2 separate regions of the Oryzias latipes genome follow, and region 2 is linked to region 1. The links are chromatin contacts, called in public Hi-C maps. All regions are on one chromosome and are shown on one strand. The core of a region is the stretch at or near the end of the contact, and the rest is flanking DNA. Distances in the headings are between cores, read along the strand shown.

Evidence for each region. A called contact is a pair of places that touch in the nucleus more often than the background predicts.
Region 2: a Hi-C map of gastrula embryo shows a contact between it and region 1, with 1.9 times the contacts expected there. The contact joins the promoter of scap here to the enhancer-like site in region 1. A contact is called at or near these places in 3 of 5 Hi-C or Micro-C datasets (embryo, fibroblasts and gastrula embryo).

The regions. Positions count from the first base shown.
Region 1 is chr16:27,597,018-27,603,971 of ASM223467v1, reverse strand. ptpn23 (tyrosine-protein phosphatase non-receptor type 23) reads right to left here. Exons shown (of 24, transcript XM_023964260.1): 24 at 4,558-5,668. The coding sequence ends at 5,099. scap (sterol regulatory element-binding protein cleavage-activating protein) reads left to right here. Exons shown (of 23, transcript XM_023964262.1): 20 at 775-941; 21 at 1,228-1,308; 22 at 1,427-1,633; 23 at 1,911-4,554. The coding sequence ends at 2,156. Among protein-coding and RNA genes, the nearest start is that of ptpn23, 19 kb to the right of the region's middle. Within about 2 kb of position 3,406, at least 1 of the 8 cell types and tissues checked has an H3K27ac peak or open chromatin away from gene starts, as enhancers often do. A contact at or near this core is called in gastrula embryo, where this site is marked.
Region 2 is chr16:27,642,411-27,649,364 of ASM223467v1, reverse strand. It overlaps scap (sterol regulatory element-binding protein cleavage-activating protein), which reads left to right and starts at 2,378. Exons shown (of 23, transcript XM_023964262.1): 1 at 2,378-2,544. elp6 (elongator complex protein 6) reads left to right here. Exons shown (of 8, transcript XM_020710389.2): 6 at 315-525; 7 at 1,125-1,286; 8 at 1,883-2,243. The coding sequence ends at 2,008.

The sequences.
Region 1 (6,954 bases), core at 2,157-4,656:
ATTATTGCACTTAAAAACAAATGCGCAACTCCTTATAGCCACTTAACAACCCCCAAAGTGTCTGCAGAGAAAAAGTCTTGTTTCAAACATTTGCAGGTTTTCTGGGCTCGAGTAGAGTAACTGTGACTGAGTTTTCTGTTTGAACTTCCTCACTTCTTTGACATAACCTTTGAGAACAGGACAAATGCTTTGATTTTAAGCCTAAATCCATTCGTTTTGTTTTTTTTACGTGTACAAATGTCCATTCTCTGTGGGGTAGTGACAGTAGATTTTTGACAAACCCCTTCTCCAGGTCCTTGTGCGCTTTAAACTGCAGTTTATCTCTCAAAAAAAGCAATTCTCTCTCTGTTTATGTGTTCATGGTAAAGTAAGTTTGCAGACTTTTATGAAAAAAAAAGACAAATTGCAATTTGGTGCTTTCTTTAGTTTTTTTTTTTTTTTTTTTTTTAGAATACTGGGGTAAAATGTTGAGTTTTTAGGGTAACGACACTCAGACAATAGTGCTACGTGTTTGGTGGATTATCGTAGAACTGGTTCAGATAAATGTGGAGGTGTTCTCTTTCATACAGAGATTCAGAGATACCCTCAGCACTGATAAGAATAACGTTCTCACCATACAAAACATCTCAGGACGTGTTGGAACACGCATCATCGTCACTTTGACTTAGACTTTGCTGTGTTCTTGTGAAAAAGAAGAGAACTACGGACGAGCTCTGATCCAAACAGGAAGAAAGTCTGAACATTTGAAGAAGAGCTGTGCTCGTCCCGCTGCAGGTGCCCCCGGGCAAGGAAGCATGCCTCCGTCTCCCTGTTATACCAGCGAGGATGTGATCAGCTGCCAGCTGACGCGCTCCGTGCAGTGCGCTCACCAGAAGCCCATCACAGTGCTGCGAGCGGCGGCGGGCCGCGTGGTCACCGGCAGCCAGGACCACACCGTCCGGGTGAGAACCTCAGACAGACGTTTGGGTTTTAACCTGTCAATAATTCATATTCGATCAATCTTTACTTTCATATTTTGATCTTGATTTTGAAAGTTTTCTTTTAAAGTAATTAATTTCAGGTAATTTTTAATGAAAAAAATGAAGCTTTTTAGTGAATAACAGTCTATTCAGTTGAATTTATTATGTATTGAAATATGTTTTCATTTCCGAATAAATGAGCTCTACAGCGCTGATGCTTTGACCTGTCGGGGTCCAGTCCTTCATTAACTATTGTCGCACCGGTCAGGTCTATCGCCTGGAGGACTCGTGCTGCCTCTTCACCCTGCAGGGTCACTCTGGAGGAATCACAGCCATCTACATCGACCAGGTCTCTTCTTCAAATATTCTCTTAGTTCAGAAAAGTGTCTCGTCAAAGTCAAATTTCAAAAGAAGCTTCATTTCTCGGTTACAATAACAATTATTTTTGTGCGTTTTTCTTTCTCCAGACAATGGTTCTGGCAAGTGGTGGGCAGGACGGCGCCATCTGCCTGTGGGACGTCCTGACCGGCAGCCGCGTCAGCCACGTTTATGGTCACCGCGGCGACGTCACGTCACTGGTCTGCACTACCTCCTGCGTCATCAGCTCAGGCCTGGACGACCTCATCTGCATCTGGGACCGCAGCACCGGGATCAAACTGTACTCCATACAGCAGGTAGACCGGATCCGTTCCAAAAACGTCTTCAGAAAACCTTCATGAGATGTGAATCCAATCTGTGAAGTCCACGCGTCCAAAGCTAAACTCGAAAGTTACTCATTTAAAAGAACATCATTTGTAAAGTTGTAGAAAGTATATCCCAGCTAAATGACCAATAGAATACGAAGTAACAGGAACAATTCACAATCCTCCAGATCAAACCAACAGCTTTGCAAAACTAAAAATCCGAGGAGTGAAACGTTGAAGGTCAGCTGCCGTTCTTTCCTCTCATCAGGACATGGGTTGTGGGGCCAGTCTGGGAGTCATCTCGGAGTCTTTGCTGGTGACGGGGGGCCAAGGCTGCGTCTCCTTCTGGGACCTGAACTTCGGCGATCTGCTGCAGACGGTCTACCTGGGCCAGAGCAGCGACAGTCAGGTTGTGCGGCAGCTGCTGGTGCTGGACAACGCCGCCATCGTGTGCGACTTCGGCAGCGAGCTGAGCCTGGTCTACGTGCCGTCGGTGCTGGAGAAGCTGGACTGATGGCGCTCAGTCGGGAACATTCACAATCGTGAATAGACTTGTTTTTATCAAAAGCGTCGGCTGCTGCAAGTTGCTGTGAGGAAGAAGAGCTGACTCTTCATCACCGTCGTGGAGTCCGTTAAAGAGAAGCTGTCCCAAGTTTGTGCTCTTTTTGTGTTTGTTTCGTGGCTCTGCCCTGAATGCTGCTGTGAAAGAGGAAACCGATGGTTTGAAGAAAACCTCCAGAGGAGGACGTTTTTATATGTACAAAACAAATTATTTATTAGTGATGTATTTTTGCGTAACGGTTTGTTTACAAACGGTTCATCCCAGATCTGAACGATGAAATGACAACGATGTGAGAGGCCGTTTGTGTGGAGATCAGGCTGGAAACGTGTTGACGCTGTGACGCGTCGGGGTAAAAACCAAACCCGGCTGTTACTGAAGCTTTGTCGTGCCCCGTCTTTATTCTAAGAACCGCTCAGATTCAGGACGACTGAGGGGTTTCTGACGTGATGGATCCATCTGAGATTTTTATAAAGGTATACTGTACTGGTTTTACAGAAATCAAATGAACAGATTTGAAATAAAGTACATTTTAATTAGTTCACAATTTTGGAGGGAAACTAAAGCAGTTTATATAAGATGGACGATTTTCAGTTCAAAACTTCTCGACTAGACCAGGAAAAGCTTGACGTTTCATGGAGAAATAACTATTTATAATTGTTGGTTGCCATGTTTTCATTCCAGAGGGGTTTTAAGTTCACCTGCAGCAAAGACCACTGAATAAACCCAAAAGTTTAGTGGAGATTGAATAACAAATACCAGAAATTCTTTTTTTTTTTTTTTGGTTAGAGCTTGTGATTTAGGATTTGTTTTGAAAATAAATTGACATTTCGGATAAAAAACATAAAAATGTTAATGGAAGCTGAAGTCGTGGGAGTTAAACCAGACAAAAGACATATTTACAGGACTCTAATGCTTTTATTGCAATATTTTATATTTTTAGGGGAAAAATTAAAGAAAATTCTCAAATTCTTTGATTTTGTAACAGCTTTAAATTTACATCAGATTTGTAAAATTGTAAGGATGGATTTTTCAAAAAGGGTTTTTAGAGGACAGCAGTGCATTTAACATTCACTTATGTGCAGAATCTGAATAATACGCTAATTTGAGTCATTTAGGTTAAAGTTAAAGTCCCAGCAGCACTTGAGCATGTGAGGTTTGGCTCATCCCCTGGGGGGTGGGGTGAGCTGCAGGCTTAGCCCCCCCCCCACCCAATCCAGCCCCCTAATGCTGAGCGTCAAACAGGGAGACACTGGGTCCCACAGACTTTGGTATGACTTGGCCATGGATTTGAACTCATGACCTTCCAGTCTCAGGGGGGGACACTCTACCACAAGGCCACTGAGCTGATAGATTAGACAGTCAGTGGTTTCTCATTTTTAAAGGTGGAGGGAAAAAATGTGAAGCAGAAAAGAATGATCCTGAAATGGATCCTGATGGTCATTCATTGATAAATTGATGACTTTGAGAATGAAAGCGTTTGGCTGAAATAGACTGGAATTAGTGGCGCTTGGGGCATTTCAACATCCTAAGTGTACCGTTTCACCTTTTACTGTATGTGTGTCCGCTGAATGTAGCCTGGACATGGAGAACTGCTTCACCCTACACAGTACAGCGCCGTCACTGCAAACCCCGCCCGACGCTAAGAGGCACTTTTGCAATCAGGAGAGGCGAATAGGTAGATTTGCACACACCTGCAGCACAGGTACCTGAGCATGTGATCAGCAGCATCGGCGCCGGTTCCTCTACACGGACCACGTTTAGCCGGGGAACGAGCGGCTGATAAACCAGAGTTTACGTTGGAATTTGTGACACAAAGCAGAAATGCTGCCTCAAAGCTTGTTTTTTCTTAGTTTTTTTTTTTTTTTTTACAGATTGTTAATTTTTAGACCATTTTAAAAAAATATCTTCTTATATGAAGGTGGTGTAAAGGTTAGCATTTTTTATTTTATTTTTAATCTAAATGTTCTCTTATAAAATGTCTATTTTCTGTAAAGGAACAACTGGAAACAGCTCTTTCTGGTGCGACAGACTGTTAGTTTATAATGAATGTTTTTAAAGCCTGCAGCATCGCCTGCTTCTGTCCCGTTTCTTCCATCAGGCTTTTTCTGCTTCAAACATCATTGACCGGACTGTGGGGGCAGGTTAAAGCTAGTTTTTTTTGTCTTTAGAACAGTAGATGTGAACGTTCTACTTTACTCTCAGATTTTGTCACGATCCTCCTTTTCCCGTGGCGGCTCGCAGTCTCAGCAGGCTGTAGTGGTGGGGTAACTTATTTACGTTTTTGTAACAAAACAAAAAAAAAAATAGAGAAAAAGTTTGTACTAATTTTCAAATAAACAGTCTTTAATAAGTCTTGTGGTCTACTGACTTTATTTAATAATTTTACAACAATGAACAATAATCAATCTCTCCCACATTGTTAAGGAAATAAACTTGTTAAGACGAGCTCATTTTTCTCCATTTGTTACCAAAATGACAGAATTGTTTCGGCCGACGTGATCTCCGACAGTCCTATAAATGATTATGGAAATGGACGTTGTGGAGGAAGTGCATGCTGGGAATCTTTGGAGGGGTGGGCAGATCTGAAGCTGGAGGTGCAGGAGTGCTTCCATCCACTAGCGCACAAAGAAAGCAGCAAAGGAGTGAAAGTCCAGACAAGTGCATAGTGATCTGGTCCCACAGGTCTCCAGGAATGAAAAGAACGATGGTGGGGGGGGTTCCATGTCTGTTTGAGAGGTGACACCGTGTCTGCCAACAGGCACATGTTGGTAACTAAGACCATTAAAATGTCTCCAGCACTCTTGGGATTCAGATTTTCCTTCTGAAAAAGCCGGGTTAGTGTGTTCTACTGACACCTGGTGGTTAAAAGCGGAAAGGCGGTTTGCAGAGGCGTCTCAGCGCTTGCCCAGGCTCCAGAGCGGGTCCAGAGAGCTGAGAGGGTCATCACCGTCACTGCCTCGAACCCCATGGAGACCCTGACCCTCTGCTGGCTGCAGGAAGCTCTGCTTGGTGACCCGCTGCTTCCCTTTCCCTCCCCCTTCCAGGGAGAAAGCCTCCGGAGTCAGAGAGGCCAGGAGCTCCAGGGATGAAGAAGCTGCAGCAGTGGAGGCTGGAGGTGGGCTGACGCTGGGCGGGGCTTCCGGGACAGGCTGGTGATTGGGTGGAGTAGGAGGAGAGAGACTGTCCAGTCCGTTAGGTGGTGGGGGAGATTGGGTCGGCGATGTGAGAGGCGGGCTCAGGGAGGAGGGCAGCTGGCAGTCTGTGGGGGGGCAGGGATCCTGCAGCAGCTGGATGTCACCCGTCGAGTCCAGGCCTGGAAGCATCGCCCCCATCGCCCCGGCCTCCGCCGTGGGGTCTGTGCTGGGGGGCCGGATGCTGAGCTTTGCGATGGTGGCCTGGATGGAGCTGATGGGCATGTCGCCGCCGAGGACGAGGTCGAGCTGAGACTCTTGTCTGGAGTAAGGCTGCAGAGATGAACAAGCGTCAGTACACAGATGGAAAACAGAACAGTTGTGATCCAACAGCAATAAATATTTTAAACATTGCTAGCAGTTGTCTTAATCATCTTTATGCCATTTCTAGCTAACATCTGAAAACCTGTGTCGTTTTCGAGGCCATGGTTTCTGCGAAGCTGCAGTAGTTCATCGAAAATTTGCCGACTGTCAGAGCAGAGAACCATTACTGATTACCGTCAACCATTACTGGAAGCTCTCCGTTTGCACTCTGCTAGCTTACAGCCCCTCACACCTCCAAGCTTTAGCTATCATACAACAAGGGTGAGGAACATTGGAGCAATCCAGCCGTACAGTTTGAACCAGATGCCAACTCAGACGAGGAAAACAAAGACGTTCAGCCTAAGTGATGCACCTTTTAGAAGTTGCAATTAATTTGCTGTCATTTCCTGTATTTTGATGCACTTTTTATTTATTAGCTGCAAATTAACAAATTATTTTTGTAATCAATAATGCACTGGCCTAAAAGCGCTTATCGTATCCATCTATCCATCCATTCTTCAATCTTTCCTATCTATGTATCTTTCTATCGTATCTATCCCATCCATCCATCCAGTCTCACAGGGACACATTGGGACACAATACCTGCTCAGACCAGAACCAACAGAAATCCTTTGGAGTAAATGTGAGCATAAACAGCAGTCAGAATCATCAGTCAGAGAGACTCGACTTCAGCAAAGTGATCAACAACAGGAACAGTTAGCTATTGAAACTACTCCTTCAAGTTCCATTTGATAATAAGCAGTAAAGGCAACTTTAGTACCAAGACACAAATAAAGACAATAATAACACAGACATTGTGTTACTCTTTCTACTAAAGGGATGTAATAAAGACCCAACTATAACAGAATGAGTTTCTCTGCTGAGATGATGCAGCATCAGACGTGGAATTTGGATTGTTTAGTTTAAATTAACTGATTTCTGTAATTTAATTGTTTTTAAATAAATGATCAAACTAAAAGCCTAAACATTAGTTTGTTAAAGTGTGACGGATATTTAATAAACAGGACAGAAATGTCTTAACAAGCAGGACATATAATACTTTGAACATCTCAAACGGTTACTGCAGTTATTCTAAATTAGCTGCAGATGACATTTAATGCTTCAAATTCAGAAAATGAAGGTTTTAGTGAAGACCGATGAGGACGAAATCACACGAAGACTAAATGACCTTTAAACTTAGGCTAAAAACCGGACCGTTATTGTTTTGAAGGACGTGTCTTTAAGGAGAACAGGAG
Region 2 (6,954 bases), core at 1,129-3,628, 46 kb before region 1:
CTCTCCTGATTCCCAACAATTTGATGAAATACAAAATTTGATGATTATAACTGAAGTTAATGCTGGTATATTGATGGGGGTCCTTCCTGTGACGTCTTGATGACCAGCTGTGACCAGACACAATGTCAGCATGGCGATGACTTGATAAATCCGCCTCCTGCAGGACCTCTGTTTGAACCGGCTCCTGCTCTCCCCTGGATATTTCATGAAAAACAGTAGGGGGGGGGGGGGGGTTAAAGTGAAGAAATATTGTCTGCTGCCTGAAAAGTGTTGTAAGGGAGCAATGTCATCCATCACTCCTGTCTGTCCTTCAGGGACCCGGCTGCAGGCCTGCGGAGCCTGTACGAGTTCGTTCAGTCCAGTGTGGTTGAATCCAGTGGTGGTGGGGGGGCGTCGGCAGAGCAGTGGGGGCCTCCTGTGTTGCTGATGGATGACGTCAGCGTGCTCCTGAGTCTGGGAGTCCGTGTTGGAGCTGTGTTGGACTTCAGCCACTACTGCAGGACCACAGTCTGTTCCCAGCTGCAGGTTCACATTTCCTCCACTGAGGTTATGGTTGTTGTCCAAATTGGAGGGCTGCGTTCTTCCTGGGCTGCATTTTACGTCACAGCGCCGTGACAAGCTGTCCAAAGTCAACGACTCCTTCAAATGTGGCAAACAAATATGGCCTTCTTTTTCCCGATTTCAGGGATCGGTCTGGTGTATCCTTCTATACTGTCCGTATCCCAAGATGCATTGCAGCCGAACCAATGACAACAATGGCGGACTGTGAAGCGGAATCCGGAGTTGGAAATAATTACACCTTTCTATAGTTACACCTCCAAGATTAAAAGTTGGATCAAATAACGCAGGAAATTTTGAGCTCCATACCTGGTTCACTACTCCTCTCCTCTCTGTTTGGGACTCACGGTTGCTTGGCGACAGGACAGTCGCCGATGTAACGACTGTAATTTTCTAAAGGCTAGACTCGTCCAAATTCACAGCCGTTATCATCCCGCCTACCCGCTGGACGAAGGACCCGGTCAATGTCGGCCGCGAAGGCCGCTGCCCTCGAATGTGGACACACCCAATGTCTCCCATGAGGTTGTCACAGCCAGATTTACATTTCATGATGTGTTTGGCTGCAGGGCAACGTGGTGATGCTGGTGCGCTGTGACGGGGAAGCAGAGGAGGACGATGCAGACGATGAAGGCTCGGAGCAGCTGATGAGGGGCCTGACCCACCAGAGCTGCCTCACTCTTCATGTTCAGGGCCTCCCGACAGGCTACTGCAGAGACATTCATGGTCAGGTGTGTGTCTGAACCTTACTTAGGTTGATTTGCTCATGGATTTCAATCTTTTCCTCATAAATGTTAGCAGAACATCCAGTAAAATGTACGTGTAGTTTTTCTTTCAAGCACCATATAGAGACAACCTCTTTATCTTCTAAAATCTAGACTACCGGACATTTTATACATTTTTATGGCCCTTTTAGGCTTTCTCTTTAAGACAAAACAAGGCGTTCAGTTATATGGGATGATTACTAACGATAAGTGCTGATCCTTTAAATTAATTTACAAATCTGAGTATTGGAGACATTTCAAATGTTTTCCAAAAGAAAACTTGTGTTGAACCGTCTGTGGAGGCTCATTTCTCTCCGGTGGCCTGGGGATTTCTTAATATTTCATAGGATCTCAATGTTCCCCTTATCACCTCGTCCCAAAGGAAATGGCAGAGATAAAAAGATAAGCACTTTCTTTGGCAACCTTGCCTAAAAATAAAACATTTGCAACAACAAAAAAAGTACCAGTAAGTGGTTTTAACTAATGATTATCATCTTTTATTTTTTTATGAGTTTATGGAACCATTTGGGACAGAGAAAATAGGAGTATTTCTTGTTTTCCAGGTGGAGTTTTGCTGGAAAAAGAGGCAAAGTGATGGGCAGCATGCGCCAAAGAAAGTCTTCCAGTTCAAGGTCCACGACAAAGGAGTCTCCTTTTTTGCTCGTGGGACATCCCGTGCTGTTCTCTAGATTCACCAGTCAGCATCAGAGTTTGTCTTACCTGCTAAAGCTGACCAAACACTTTTTATATTTACTGATGAGATGTAGGCACTTAATCTTGTCAGCTGATGGTTTGATTATAAAGATTTCAATTACCTCCAGCTTTGACATTAACTGCAAACTTGTGCTCTTATCTGTTTTTGGATGGCTTTTACTTTTTCATTTTGAAAATAAAGACAAAGAAAATACTAATTAACAAAACAAATATGAATACTGTTTTTCTTTTATTTTTTTAAATAATAACTACTTTGACATTTTATACAATTAAGAAAAAAATTGTCAACCATTGTTATCATTTGCGTCCACTAGAGGGCGCTGTGTCCCTGCGCTTCCAAGTTGGTGGGTGAGAGGTCGAAGGCGAGAGGTCTCCATGTGATTTGACAACTAGTTTTGACGCGGTCCTCACGCATGTCATCACCTAGAAACGGGGAGTTTACCTGAAGCAAATTTCCAGAATAAGGAAGTAGTCCAGTTTCTGTTAACCTACAAGGACCGAGCTCCTCCAGGCAAGTTTAAACGATAAACCTACAACTAATTAGCATTAGCTTCGTTAGGAATAGTAGCAGATGTGGGGAGATGGTTTGTTTAGTCTGTTTATAAATTTAGTACATTGTCGTAGTGGTGGTTTAGGTTGCAATTTTGCGCGTTTTGTTTGAAAGAAATACGTATCCCAATAGAAATACCTTTCCTAAACATCCCACTTGAATACTTCTAAGTAGGCTAACGTCGGCACTTCAAATGCATTTAAATTAGTATATTTGTGTTTTTGGACAAGTACCCCGGTAATTGTGAATATAAAGTCTATACTATTTATCGTTTATACAGGTTAATTGAGCTCTTATGCTCCAGAAACCGTTTTACGGCGAAGCTAGCAAACCTATCAATTAGCATGTTAGCTTGATGCTAGAAGAAGTTGATGTCAGATTCTCAAAACAAAGAAAAACGTGGACGCAATATATTGTTTAAAGTCCTCCAGTTTGTGTTGTTTTAGTTCTGAAACTCGTTTTATTTATGCTAGCGATCAACCCAAGTAGATCCCCACACAGGTAACGAAAGCTGGCTAACCATTTGATTTGTTTGTTGTGCTGATTTCTCGTTCATGTTTGTATCCTTTTAGCTTCTCCACCGTTCGATCCGGATTTTCAAAAATTATAATAATTTAGATCTTTGTTAGGAATAGAGTTGATTAGCTGGTGGGGGTATGATATCATATTATTACTATTAATTTTTGATGAATGGCTCCAAGAAGAAACTGTTTATTATGTTCAGTCAGACTGAGTTTCACGTTTTCTTCTCCTAGTATATTCTTGGTCTCTTTTATCTTTTTAAAAGTTCCATTTGAATGGCTTAAAAATATCTAGTTTAACGTTATTTCTGGATAAATCTCAGACTTATGGTGGCTTATATGATAAGTCTTGGTAGGTGATGTTGCATCATCATTGCATGATTCCTTCCATCTTTGACTTTATATGCCGTTTTAACATGGTGTAAGGAATGCAGGAACTAGACTGCCTGCAACACATTATTAGTTATTGCATTATAGTTACTCATTGGCAGAGCCTTTTGCTCCTGTTAGCAGCCGCGCTTATAAATGGCAGTGTTGTGTCACGCATACTACACTCTTGTTTCTGCATTTACAACAGGACCAATGTTCTCCGATAAGGCGTTTATGCCTCAACATGATGTAGTTATGTCACCAAATTTTGATCCAATTATGTCTCACTGAATGGATGCAGCCTAAAGCTCTTAGGAATGTTGGACATAGCAGAGTAGGGAATGTTCTGCTGGGAATAAAGACTCAATATGTGGCTGGAACATGGAAAGTTTGGGAATGTTTTTAAAATTGCAATTTTGAAAGGTGCTGAGCAAAGGTATGTTGTTGTTTTTCTGCTCCTATTCTTGCTCACAACCCGGTGAAGTAATCTGTTTTTAATTTAGTCTGAAAGCAGACTGGGTTTAGTTTTTCCATTTAATGAAAGCTTTTATTTATTTATTTTGTGGTTTGTTTGGGGGAAAATGTTCCAATTAGAGGTTCCGGCATTTGCCGCCTCATCCATGCTATCAGAAAAGGCTTTCTAATCAATCACTGGTTACCTGCCAAAAGGTCTGAAGGAGAACACAGACTCACCAGCTGCTTACCAGCACTTGACTCGCTGGCTGAAGTTTATTTTCCACTCTGGTTTGTCTTTTGAAAGACATGTGAATGTCTTTTACACAGTTAGCAGAGGAGGAGGAAGGCTATGGGAGGTGGCCACAGGGCCAGCGTCCCTCTTGTTGAGTGTCCGATCAACTCAATCCCAGATTAGTTTACTGACGGAGTCGCTGCTGAGCCCTTCCCAATTCAGACCTTGCAGTTGCATCCAGGATACCTTGTAGCACTCGGTGAACTGGATCGGCAGCTGGGGGATGGAGGCCTTCTCTGGGACCTTTGAATGAATGCTTAGGACCAGGACCCGGCTTGCAGACCACACTTCCTCAGCGACAGAATAGAAGGGCTCCAACTTCAAAAGCCTCCTTGCCGAAGCCATTGTGCAAGCTTTCTGCAACGTTGCTGTGTTTACTGTGGAGTATTTATAACAGCAGATCAAGAGACTCCAGAGGAACATTTCCTCCCAGGGAATGTTTCCATCGCTCCCGGGGGCAAAAGCCGAGCAGTTGTACTCTGCGGCTGAACCAAGAAGGGAGCTCTGTGTCAACCAGAAGGCTCAGATTAGACTGAAAAAGCCCAGTGCTGCCTCTTTCAGGGGACACAAACAGGTGCGATCCAGAGAGAGAAACTGGTCTCTCATTAGCAGGTATGGTCTTAAAGTGAAGCTGGAATATTACTGACACACCGGCTGACGTGTTGTTCCGGCGAAGTTTCAATTTCTACCTTTGCATCAGATTTGTGTAGAAGTCAAAGGAGTGAAAGCCGGTACACATCTGGCTACATTAATGTTTGTGTAAGAAAAGACTAGTTAAATATTGTAATTGAACAAACAGAACAACCAGCAGTGAGCTGAGTAAACACTGATACAAGAGCTGAGATTGAGCCGTTTGATGAGAAAGCAAAGAGGCAAAAACTTTAGAGTTCTAGTGGAGCATATCTGTTGTTTTTCTCCATCTTGTTGAGATTTCATATAAATATGTTTGTGATTTTGTTACTAATTTGCTCAAGTTTCTTTTTCTAGAGTTAAAGCAGTTATCTGTATTTGTCATTTATTGACCAGGTTTACGTATATATTTTACTTCAAACAAATAAAAAAACAAGAACTGTTTCATTCTAAAACTTTAAAATGTTTTAATGACTGTAATTCATTATTAATTACATTCAGACTCTTAAAAAAGGGCTGTGGTTGCAGCTTCTTTAAACTAAACTTAATATTATCTAACCTGTTTAATATTGATATGTCTTTGTTTATGATGAAAGCCCTCTAAAAGTATTTGTAATTATTAGCTTTTTTTGAGAGTTTTTTTATTTTATTTTTCAGTTTTAATGTAAATGCAAATATATATATTCAACGAACAAAGTAGGGATTATATGTATTTGTTTATACTTTTTTCTTCTGATGTTGAAATTGCTGTGGCTAACGTGAGTCACACGGTTCAGATTTTCTATCTAAGAAAAGGAGACGCTAAGGAGTGGGATGTGTAGTCATGATTTGTGTGCGTTGGGTGTTTTGTACAGAAAGGAATGTGCCCACACCTTTCTGGGCTGCTGAATGAGTTGTGTGTCTCCGTGCTGTTTCACATGTGACCACCGTCGGAGCTGCGCCGAAGACAAAAAACACTCTGGAGGGAGAGATGTTCAGTGAAAAGCCAGTGGGCCGGTTTCAGGATTTTTTAATGCAATTTATGTCTAGGGGTGTAAAACCTAATTACCAGTAATGAATATTCATACAATCCAACCAGATTGATCCGTCTGTGGCAAGTTGTTAATCAAATTAACTATACAACTGTTTCAAAATTAAATAAATTAATATCAATATTGTAAAACACCACTGTGATTGAGATATAGTAGGTTTATTTCACTATAACATAAAAACAAAGTGCATCACAGTGGACAACACACACGTGATGTCAGCAAATAAAACCAAATGTGACCATACAGTGTGCTAGAATGTTCTAATAATATTCTGTTTGTATTATGTGAATGTGGGAAAACAACAGTGGGCTGAACTTTAGCAAACTAAAATGTCAATGCATTTACTATTAGTTCTTGTTGACTTGTTGGTTTGTACACATTTTTTATTTACACTTGATTATAGGGCTGCACAATATGAGGAAAACTCGCGATATTAGTGATCAATATTGCGATGACGATTTAACTTGCGATAAATGAACAAATAGCAAAAACAACAAGAACATTTCCATTTCACTGCAAAAGTTTAATTTAAATAAGAGTCAAAATACCTTAAATTATTCTCCAGATGACCATTGTCTAATTAGGAGGGCAACATCTAACATAAAAGCTCCATCCGATTGGTCAACAATGTGAAGGGCTCCGTCTGATTGGTCAAATGCATACAATGATTTATTATCATTAAATAGTTCAAGTTGCCTTAAGATTGTTTCAGCATATTTAAGGTTTACCATTTATTGAGATTTTCTCCGACCTTTGCGTAATGGATATTGCACAGCTTGAAATCATGATAACTTTATAATAAATTTGGGATTAATTGTGCTGGCCTACTTGATTATCTTGCAAGATAATACAAGTAATCTGGAAAACTTCACCTGCCCTGTTCAGTAATAGGTATTTATCTTCGAGTCCCACTGGTTGAAGTTTTAGCTAAAGATGTCCAGGATCTATTGTAGGTCAGTGGATCGGATCGTTTAAAATGAACCAAAATCGACTCTGAATCACCACTTTATTATTTCTATATTTATTTTTATTCTAAAGTGTAAAAAAAATAAAAGATTAGATAAATATTTAA